Regions from separate parts of the Anas platyrhynchos genome. Here region 2 is linked to region 1. Evidence: chromatin contacts called from public Hi-C data. All regions are on one chromosome and are shown on one strand. Each heading gives the region's core, a stretch centred on a gene start, on an enhancer-like site or on the middle of the called end of the contact. The rest is flanking DNA. Distances are from core to core; before and after follow the strand shown.

What was found. Hi-C and Micro-C count contacts between places; a contact is called where the count stands out from the background.
Region 2: a contact with region 1 is called in a Hi-C map of F5 follicle, with 2.4 times the contacts expected there. The contact joins the promoter of DCBLD1 here to the enhancer-like site in region 1. A contact is called at or near these places in 2 of 8 Hi-C or Micro-C datasets (F1 follicle and F5 follicle).

What each region holds. Positions count from the first base shown.
Region 1 is chr3:69,443,211-69,448,337 of IASCAAS_PekinDuck_T2T, reverse strand. It overlaps DCBLD1 (discoidin, CUB and LCCL domain containing 1), which reads left to right. Exons shown (of 16, transcript XM_038177004.2): 16 at 1-266. Among named protein-coding and RNA genes, the nearest start is that of GOPC, 36 kb to the right of the region's middle. Within about 2 kb of position 3,122, at least 4 of the 8 cell types and tissues checked have an H3K27ac peak or open chromatin away from gene starts, as enhancers often do. A contact at or near this core is called in F1 follicle and F5 follicle, where this site is marked.
Region 2 is chr3:69,494,820-69,499,946 of IASCAAS_PekinDuck_T2T, reverse strand. It overlaps DCBLD1 (discoidin, CUB and LCCL domain containing 1), which reads left to right and starts at 3,021. Exons shown (of 16, transcript XM_038177004.2): 1 at 3,021-3,362. The coding sequence starts at 3,143.

The sequences.
Region 1 (5,127 bases), core at 1,873-4,372:
GTATGCTTGTTTTGTGGCCTCAGTGGTACAGTTCTGTCACGCCAATGCACAGTGCATGCAATTCCTGTGCAAAGAAGAAAGAGTCGAGCTAACCTTGTAGTCCTCTTGTGTTCACTGTCAATACAGTTTCTGTGAAATGTATAAAACACCTCAGGTTCTGAAGCGAAGCAGCAGCAGCCTGTTTGTTAGACCGAGCTGGGTGGTGTTGTTTACCTTCTGTTGTTTACATGTCTATGTAAATAAAGCACACTGGTATTTGTAAATCAGTCACACAGGCCTGGTACTTAACTTGGTGACTTTATCATCACTGCACACCCACTCTTGTCACATATCCTGCAGGGTGAGAAATAAGTGTTCCTTACTCTCTGCAAAAGTGCCAGTTGCGAGGCTGCAATTTACGTTCTCAGTATGACAGGCTAAAAAAAGATTATCTCAGTGCCCCATTTAGCCTGGCTTCTCTGTCCATAATCTCTAGAGAAGAAGCGCCCACGAACAAACTTCTGTGCCCAACCCTGCTGCTGGAAGCACATAATTGAGGAGAGGATAAGGATGCCCCCCCAGTGAGGCTGTAACCAATACTGCACCCACACAGCTGATTAGCCTGACTTGTCACTTCACAAACAAGCAGAGCTCAGTAATCAGAGCTATTCCCCACCTAATGAGGCACCAAGATAATGTAGCAGTGCAACAGCAGCAGGCAATCGATGCCACGGCTTGTATTATAACAACCTTTTGGCATGCCTCAGCCACATGTATCCTGCATCTGCGGCACGCTGCAGGTGCCATAGTGGCATTCTCCCCCTCAGCCTGGGAAACAGTTTTTGGTGACCCTCACAGCAGATATGCACGTAATTTCCTACCTGTGTAGTCTCTCCATTCTGATGGTGGCAGCGATACTAAACCCTGATGTAGGAAGGAAAGGGATTGCCCGAATCTCCCAGCTGTGGTGGCTCATCCTCGTGCTCCGCCTCAGAATGGCTTCTCCGGCTTGCCTGCCCCAGCCTGTTTTCACAGCCAAAACCAGCTGCAGGTATAACACAGCCAGACTTAGCAAACGCCACATAATTAAAAATCTTCCTTCTAAGACAGGCCCTGTTTCAAACCATTAACACAGTAGGAAGGGCTGCATTTGCACTGGGTCTCCCTCCAACGTCGCTAGAGATTGTGGCAGAGCAGAGTCTAACCTCTTTATGAGGCTGACCATCTGGTTAACGGAGACTTTCAGCAGTGATTCAGTACCAAACTCCTCTCCTGAGCAGTTGCTCCCAGTAGGCTGGAACAGTAAAACCGCGCCAGAGTTCACAAGAAGGTTAAATATTAACTGGTCACAGCCCTAAGGATCTACCTGTTCCAGCCGCCGTCGATAGCAAGCCTCTGACTGTGCTGTGAACAGGGTCACACATTGTCACTGCTCGTCGCTAACCGAAGGAACCGAAGAAAGACTCCCACCCCAATAAATAAATAAATAAATAAATAAATTAGTAGATTCTCCAAACACCACAACAAATACACAAATGTGTATGTAGCCAGTCTAAGACACAAACTTTTCCTGCACAGGATGGGAATGTCAGGCTGTAGGCCCCATGACAGGAACAGACACTTGACTGATTAAGTGCTTGGTGGGTCACTATCATTGACAGGTATGATTTGTTTTTCTGTGGTGCTGGAGTCTTCTCTGCCATGCAGATGTATGACACGGATTGCTGTGTCCTCCCCAGTGCCACCCTGTCATTGCCAGGCTTTTGGGACACTGTCTGCTGAGCTGCAGTGGGATGCATGGGCAGAAAATGGACTTGTGGCCATACAGCAGACGGGAGAAGGCAGCAGAGGCCTTACAGTGCTCAGATGATCTATCTAACCTGCAGTTGCAGTGCAGAGCAAGCCAGGTGCCCAATGTCAGTAAGTGACAGAGCCCACACCTCTGGAGAGGTGCTAAGGGAGCCCCCAGGCCACCACTGTTGTGACCCGCCCAGGCAGCCTCCATTTTGTGTCTGTGTAACACAGGTGGCGACTGCTGCCGCTATCCAGCACAAGGCCTCACTCACCCAGTACCTCTGAAGAATCTAAAAACCACAGCAAAGAAGTGCAGTTGCCATAACAAAGTATACTATTAGCACTAAGTTACGCTTAAACCTCTTGACCTTAAAACAGTAGCGTTGCACTGTGGCAACACCTTCAAAACTGTGCATATAAAGTCACCACTGAGGTAGTTAATAAACATTAAACAAAGTGTAATTATTGGTCTGTGTCCTGGCTTTTGCCAAAGTCAGGCAGGTTTTTTTTTTTTTGTTTGTTTGTTTGTTTGTTTTTTGGTTTGTGTTAGTTTGTTTTTGCTAAACCAGTAGTTTCTCTCCATGCAGCTCAAATTCATTTCACTGGCGGTGAGTAACAAAAAGCAATTACCTCTGAACAAGAGGTTTGTGACCTCTAAGAAATGAGCCAGAGGTCTCATAGAAGTCCTGCAGGGTCAGGTATCCACTGAAAATCAACCTTGTAAAAATCCATCAGTGTTCTTCCATTAATCCTCTCTCCAAACCAGGTTAGGTTTGGTCAGCGAGCGGGTGTCCAAACAGCTCCCTTTAGCCTGTAATCAGTCTGGACTGCAGGAATGACAAGGTCATGTTGCTGCATTCCTTTTTTCTTTATTCCTTTTTTTTTTTCCATAAAAGTAAATCCATTCTACTTGCTTCTTTCCAATGTCAGTGATGATGTAAGCCTGTACTGACCTCCAACCCCCTCTGCAATAGTACAGCATGGGGTAAATGAGTAGAATTTATCTTTTCACTTGAACCTCATCAGTACTGTTGAACCTGACACGTATACTAAAAAAATACTCTGCTATAGCTGCGTGAGGTTAACAAGACAAACAACATTATAAAGGAGCAGTGGCAATGTCTATGAATTATTGAAGACTGAATAAGTTTCAAGGAACCTGCTTATTTAAAGGGAAGGTGCCATTACTACACAATAACTTTGAAACTCAAAATAGAAACTCCTGATTGCTATTTTTTTTTTTTTTTGAAGCCCCTTGGTGCAGTCCTACCAGCTACAAAGGGCATACAAGAAGGGGTCAAAGTGTTTCTAAACTAGATAAAGACAAGAGGGGAGACATCCTTAGTTGGGGAAAACTCGTGCTGTAAATGATAAGGAGGACGCCTAACATCTGCCTTTCTGTGTTATCTCATTGTATAGTCTGGACATGAGAATTTGGAGAATTTTCATTCAAATTTCACCATATGTTTAGGCTTGGCATCACATTATGGATCTGAAAAGTCCTGAAAAACATTCTCCACTTACTGTATGCAGAGGTTATTCAGTAAGCTGTTGTTTCGGGCTGAGTTAATTCATTATTTATTTAGCCACTAGCAACGCCTCTACCAAGAGCCCACACAACATCCAAGAGATTATCAACTCACTTACTTTTATACAGACAGAGTTATCTGAAAGAGAAATTCAGGAAGGAGACAATTAATTTACAGCACAACATCATTTTTCAGCATAACCAAAAATATAAGCCCACGTTGGTGACATGCTGCTGTAATTAAGGCTCACATGTCCTGACCACTATCCGGGACTGACTTCAGGAATCCATAATTTTGGGTAGACACAAATTTTCTAACTGACCTGACTGGAAAAGCTCCCTTAAAGATCTGCATTATCTGCCCACCTGAAGATAAGCAATAACTCTGAATATCAAGCGTTTCCTATTGTGAGTCTGAGCTAGTAAAAGGAGTGAGAAAATCTGCAAAATAACAAGTTACTCGGACTGCAAAATTCTCTCAATTGAATCAGATATTAACAGACAATAACAGACCGTAAAACATACACTTTTTCTCTTGTAGGTAGACAAGAAATAAAACCAAAGTTCTAGCCATCAAAGAAATACTAGCGACAATTTAACACAAACAATACAGAAACATCCAGCAGTGGCGGAAGCCTAACGCACCCAGGGAGAGCTTATCAGAAGTCTCCCAAAGAGCTACATGAGGAGTGACAGAGAGCAGAGATGGTGACACTGACCATAAAAGAATGGAACAACAGGCTGTAGAGGACAACAGGCTAGAAAGACAGCAAGTTACATTAGCCACTTCCAAGCCATTGGTTTGAACAATTTGATGCCTTGGGCACATACGAGAAACTTCAGCCTTCCCAAATGTATTGCACATCTAAGCTTTTGTGGCCCAGGCAACCCATTCCACAGATGGACAAACTGAGACAGACAGATATGCTACCATTTGTCCAGAGCTGTATCAACTAATCAAGCCCACCGAAAAATGTAAAGATCTTTGAGAACACCAATCACAAACCTGTTAAAAACTCTCTGTCATGCAGGGAGACAAGACATAGGTGATAAAGCCTGAGATGCGCTAGCAGACCTTACTTGAAGAGGCGGCTTTTCTTCACATCTATGGCTAAGCTATTTATCCTTAAGTGACACCATCTGCTCTGACAGACAGTTTTATAAAATTTGAATCTGGTGACCTGGATAAAGTAGGCCTGTAACATGGAAACATGAGAGTCATACATGGATGTGAAAAGGTTGTGGACAGCTCTTACTTTCTCTTCCACACATGCCTTAGTGCATACAGTGCTGTGTCACAAAAGACAGGACCCATCTTTTTTTGACACTTGCAACACAAAGCCACCCATGATTTTGGTAAAAAATGCTACAATAACTTTTCTACTATCTTACACATGTCTAGCATATGGCATCATAAAGATACCCCTTTAGAGTCCATAGTTCATAGTTAACTTCCCAACAGATTGTCACACTTTATCCCCCCTTATTATAGTACAGTCACTTCACTATATAAGGACCAGCATCAAGGACATAAATATTTTATGCAAAAGAACATTTGGCTGAGAAGTTCACTGATCACCTGGTTACTGACAGACGTGTTTGGGAACTGCTCTACCATTTGGTAGTCATTGGAAACCAACAGTGGTAGAGAAAACATGACGTGTGGGTCAGTGTGAACAGATCTTCCTCTTCTCCTGATTAAAATAAAATAAAATTAAAATTAAAACCTTCAGTCTGAAACTAAACAAGAGCAAAATGCAATGTTCTTCTCCCTTTTTTCGCTTCTCCTCAGTGCCAAATCTCAACGTGGTTGGACGTGATGGGCG
Region 2 (5,127 bases), core at 1,772-4,271, 52 kb before region 1:
AAGCCTAGGGAAACTCCTCAGTGCGATGCGTTTCTCTTTCCTCCTCTGCCTCCTCCCCCAGAAAAAGCTACCAGCCTAGCTCAAGTAAGTCCAAAGGGCACACAAGGCCTCATCGGATGCTTTAGGTCTGCTTAGAAGCAGCTCTTTCAGTGCGTTATATACAAGTATGTACCAAGTATAGATAAGCAGATAAACCCATGAAGCCATAGATACCATAGAAGTCTAAGATTTTAACTTGGGTATGTCCCCAGCATGCTGGTCCACCACACTCTAAAGTATATTGAGCTGATTTCATCCTGAAGTCCTGTCTTGCTCTTCATCCTGGGACTGGATTACTCATTGGTAGGTGTCTGCACAGTAAAGGTATACATATAAGGAATAGTAGATGAGATACACTATCCAGTTGTAGGTGACTCAGTTAATTACCACTAAGTAAACACGCAAAATGCTCCTAATATCCTTGGAAAAACTAACTGTAAAGGAAAAGAGTGTCCTCATACTGAAAAAAAAAAAAAAAAAAAAGCACAGCTTGCCCACATCACTGTGTGAATCCTGTCTCTCTGAAGTTAAGTCAGTGTTAGTGAACAACATCAGCTGCACTAAGCTCTCAAGAAGTGATCCGCCGGGGAGTTTTCATATTGTGAAGCACCCACTGAGAGGCATCCTCACAAGGTGTTAGCTAGGCTCCATGTATGCTTTCTTTCTGAATAAATCTTTTGCCTTGACTCAAAGTCCTTGCCTTTAAAACTGCATTTATGTAAAAGCTGGTCTTAATTCTCCTTCTCACAAAGGGAAGTTTGAAAAAGTATGCATAAACTGATGTAGCAATGTGATGGGGGTTACACAAGTCCCTGAATAATAGCTTTGAGAGCTATCTACTACTTCATTCATCTTAATGATTATTTAATCTTGGGAGCTGACAGTAAGTTCCTTGCCTACAGCATATTGAAAACTGACAGAGAGAGGGCATGATAAAGTAATGTGAATTTAATAGCAAAATAAATAATACAGAAGTTTCAGCACTGATTACGTTATTCATTACCGTGCTGAAGTCGATAGGAAACCTGCGCTTCCAACACCTTCTGGAAGAGGTGTGGAGTTTCCACCTGAGCACTGAGCACATTTGCAAGAGGAAACACGTGGCTGGAACCCAGGGCCGTGGGAAGACTGAGGAGACGGGCTGCCTGCCCTTCCTCCTGCAAGTGCTCTCCTGCACAGCAAACTCCTTCAGCAGTCATGAAAGGAAAACAAATACCGCTCCCAGGTATTTTACAGCCCTAGTCTCCAGGGCGTGACTTATTGTTCCTCTACAAATTGCTGGAATAAAAATAACCATGAAGCAAATTATTCTCTAGCTATCCATCCCAGAGGGTATTGTCAAGCCTCCGGTGCCCAGGAGAAGGAGAAAGCTTCCTTTCCCAACATCTGCCAACTCACCTTCCTTCTCCCTCTGAAACCCTTAAAGGTGGGTGACAGACAAAAGCTTCTTTGGCCTTCTAAGGCTGCTTACCTGCCTGCACCAACTGCCAGGATCTGCTGAGAGCTCAGCACCAGCAATATTACCTGCAAGCACCATGACAGAGGTTTTTGCTTATTAAATTGCACAAGATCACCAGACGTGGTTTATTGCAACACTGCATCCCTAAGGTGACTTGAAATTGACTTTGCAGGGTGGGCTTTTTTAGTTTTGTTTTGCCTATATTTGTCATAACACTTAACAAATATAATCGCAACTAAAACCTGACCCTATTATGAAAGAACATATTCTAGCTCTCAGCCGATGGAATGCAAATCAGTGTAATTACCAGTACAACCCCATGTGTGAGTCACTGGTTTTGATGGCCCACCAAAACTGATACAAAACAATGTATGCTAGGATGCTGTTATATTGCTTTTCAATAACTGCAACTCATTCAAGTGTAGATGCTGCAGAGGATGTATCAGAGTGTGCTATTTGTTTCCTCTCCCTGGTGTTTTCATTTTGTTGAGTCTCGTTTGTAGATTTTAAAACAATATTTGGTATAGGAGAAGCTATTTTCTTTAACTACAATATTTTTAGAGTCATAGGACCACAGAATGGCTTGGGTTGGAAGGGACCTTAAAGGCCATCTTTTTCCAACCCCCCACCATGGGCAGGGACACCTCCCACAAGTCCAGGCTGCTCAATTCTGCATTACCAGCTTTACCAATTCTGTGTTATTTTTAAATTCAGACTTGAAGCTGTTGCAGAGTTTGACTTTCTTGCCCCTTTCCATCCATAATCTCCATCAGCTGTATGGATCTTTTCCTAATGATCTGCGAGACGAGTCCATGAACAGGCCCCTTGCATTCACATGGACACACTCCTTTTCCAAATTCTCTCAGCCTTCAGCTCCTCGAGGCCAGGCACCCACCACAGCCTCCGTGGTTCAGCCAGCCTGATGCCGGCTCTCGCTGATGAGGTCCAGCGAGAATTCCTCTAAAGTGCGGCAGTATCAAACACCGCCTTGTGCCAGGTCTAATGCTTTAGACAAGACTTCACACCCTCCTTTGTAAGGAAAGGGTAAGTCTTGAGTCCTAAAAATCTGTATTAAATTCGTGTATATAAGATTGTAATGTACTGGGTAAAAAACGTGCCTGGTGACTATGTATAACAGTGCCTGTAAGGAAGTTAACAAACAGATGTTACCATTTGCGAAACACGAGCTCAGCTGGGATAAAGGTTATAGGCTTGCCCTTCCCTAAAGTCCTGTAGGAGCTAATAACCACCGGTTGTCTCCAGGACTCCAGGTGGGTTGCAAGTGGGCTCTTTTTGGGGGCCAGCAGCCGCCTCAGCAGCGCACGGGGCCGCCCCCACCTGTGCCATAGGTCGCCCCCCTGGGGCCGGGCAGGTCCGGAGGGGTTCAGCTTGTAGGCGGCGAAAAGCAGCGGCAGGGCGGAGCGGCAGCCCCGGGAGGGGGCAGCGGGGCTGGCGGGAGAAGGAAAAGGAGGAGGAGGAGGAGGAGGAGGAGGAGGAGGCAGCCCGATGGGAAGGGCGGCGCTGCCCCTTCTCCCGCTTCCTCTCTCCACCCCCAGCCCGGGCAGGCGGCGGCAGCGCTGCAGCGCGGCTCGGGGGGGGGCACCCGTGCGGCCCCTGCTCCTGCTCGGCACCTGCGGCAGAGGGATGCGAGGGGGCGGCCGCCCCCCTCGGAGGGCAGGAGGGCCGGCCCCGGGGCCGCCCCGGCGAGGAGGAGGAGGAGAGGAAGAGAAAGGAGCGGGAGGGAAGCGGGGAAGTTGTGCCGGAGCCATGAGCCCCGCCGGGGGGGCGCGGGCCGCCCCCTCGCTGCTGCTCTCGCTGCTGCTGGGAGCCTCGGCCCCGCTCTGGCTGCGGGCGGAGAAGCTGGGTGAGTCCGGGGGCAGGGGGCAGCCGGGGGAGGTCGCCCCCCTCCTGGGAGCCGGCAGCTGCCCTCGCCCCGGGGAGAGGGTCCGGGGGGTCCCGGGGGGGTCCGTGGGCTGCGCGCAGCTGACCCGGTTAATCCCCGCCGCCTTTATCCCCGCTCCGAGGAGCTGCGAGATTACGGCGGTAACCGGCCTGAGGGAGAGCGTGTCCTCCCGCTCCCCTCGTCCTCCGCTAGTCGGGGGGTGTTCCTCGTGGGTCCCTTCTGCTCTTCTTTTCCCGAAGTCGCGGCAGCGGGGAAAAGTCCGCGGCAAGTTGGAGGCGCGGCGCCCGCGGCCCCGGGGGCGCCCGGGCTCGGCACCGGCTCTGCTCCGGCGGTGGGGATGGGATGGGATGAGGATGAGGATGGGGATGGAGATGAAGATGGGGATGGGGCTGCTGCAGGGGCCCGAGCCCATTCCCGGTACCGGCAGCCCCCGCCCCGCAGCCCGGGCTGCTCACCTGCAGCCCCGCCGGGAAGAGCAGCGCCTGCTCCGGCCGAGACAAAGTTTGGTGGGGATTTCGCTGGGATCCCGCAGCTTGGTGAAACGAGGGCCCGGGAGCTGCTCTGTTTGCCCTATGTTTGTGTATGGCTCGCAGCTGAGCTTCCCGTGTGAATTGCGAATCCAGCTGGCTTTTGCTGCGGGGCAACTGCGAGCTGCCGGCTGTGGCATTGCCCGGCCCGGTGCATCCATCTTAGAGGAGTTCACTGACAGCTACCACCGAAGTTGTGCTGGAAGTTAGGCATAGTAATGAGCCTGACAGCACATTTCAGGCAAGCTGATAGTCCCCGTATCAAATCTGGCTGCAAATTCCAACACCCGGTGCTGTGGGTTAGCGTAGCATCCAGGCAGTGCCACAAAGCACTTTATTTGGCTGATTTATACCTATTTTTTTCCCTAACTTCCTAGTTATGGGGATTTCTGATACAAACTTCCACTGGGGAAAAACTGGTACAAGCCAAGTGACATTTCCACTTATCAGCTTCATGCAATAGCTTTGTTTTTCCTCTTGAAACTTTGCTGTGCTATCCTCAATATGTATTTCCCACTTTTGAGACTCCAATTTGATATGATCTGGGAAACAGAGATGGTTAAAAAAAACTTCCTCTCTATCCATCTGTGTTCTGTTGTGGTGGTGTGTGTTTTTGCCTCCTTTCGTACCAATGTTTTGTCATGATGACCTCAAGGACAAAGTCACTTGGAGAGTTGGTTAGTAAGTTTGCTGGGATTTCTGGGGGTTTTAGTGCATGCAGTGGCACTTCAGCAATTAAGCATGACTCCGACTCCTTGTCTGTATTCCAAAACTGAGTGGTAAAGGCGCTTTTGTTGTTTCTTACTCATGTCTGAAATGTTTCTGCCATCAAACCAACAGCACAGAAACAGAAGTCCTAAGACAACCAGGTAAACCTTATTCCTAAACTCACATTTATAAGTCTGCCCAGTGTCTAGAGAGCGGAAGAGATTTTGACCCAAATCTTCCCTTTCTCCTTAGGGGGGCATTATTCTACTTGTTTGTTTATTGATATTGCCCTATCAATTAGGGGCTAAGTGTTCTGCAGCCGCACCAGTGGAGGGAGGTGATAAGGATAAGTGGAGACAAACTTCCTGTTACACAAGCTTCTCACCTTGACTTAAAAGTTGTAATGGAGCACGAGAAGTGCCAGAGTGAATCAGGCCTGAGTTTCAGCTAATTCTGAATTGTGGCCACTGGTGTCTCCCACCAGCTGGTTC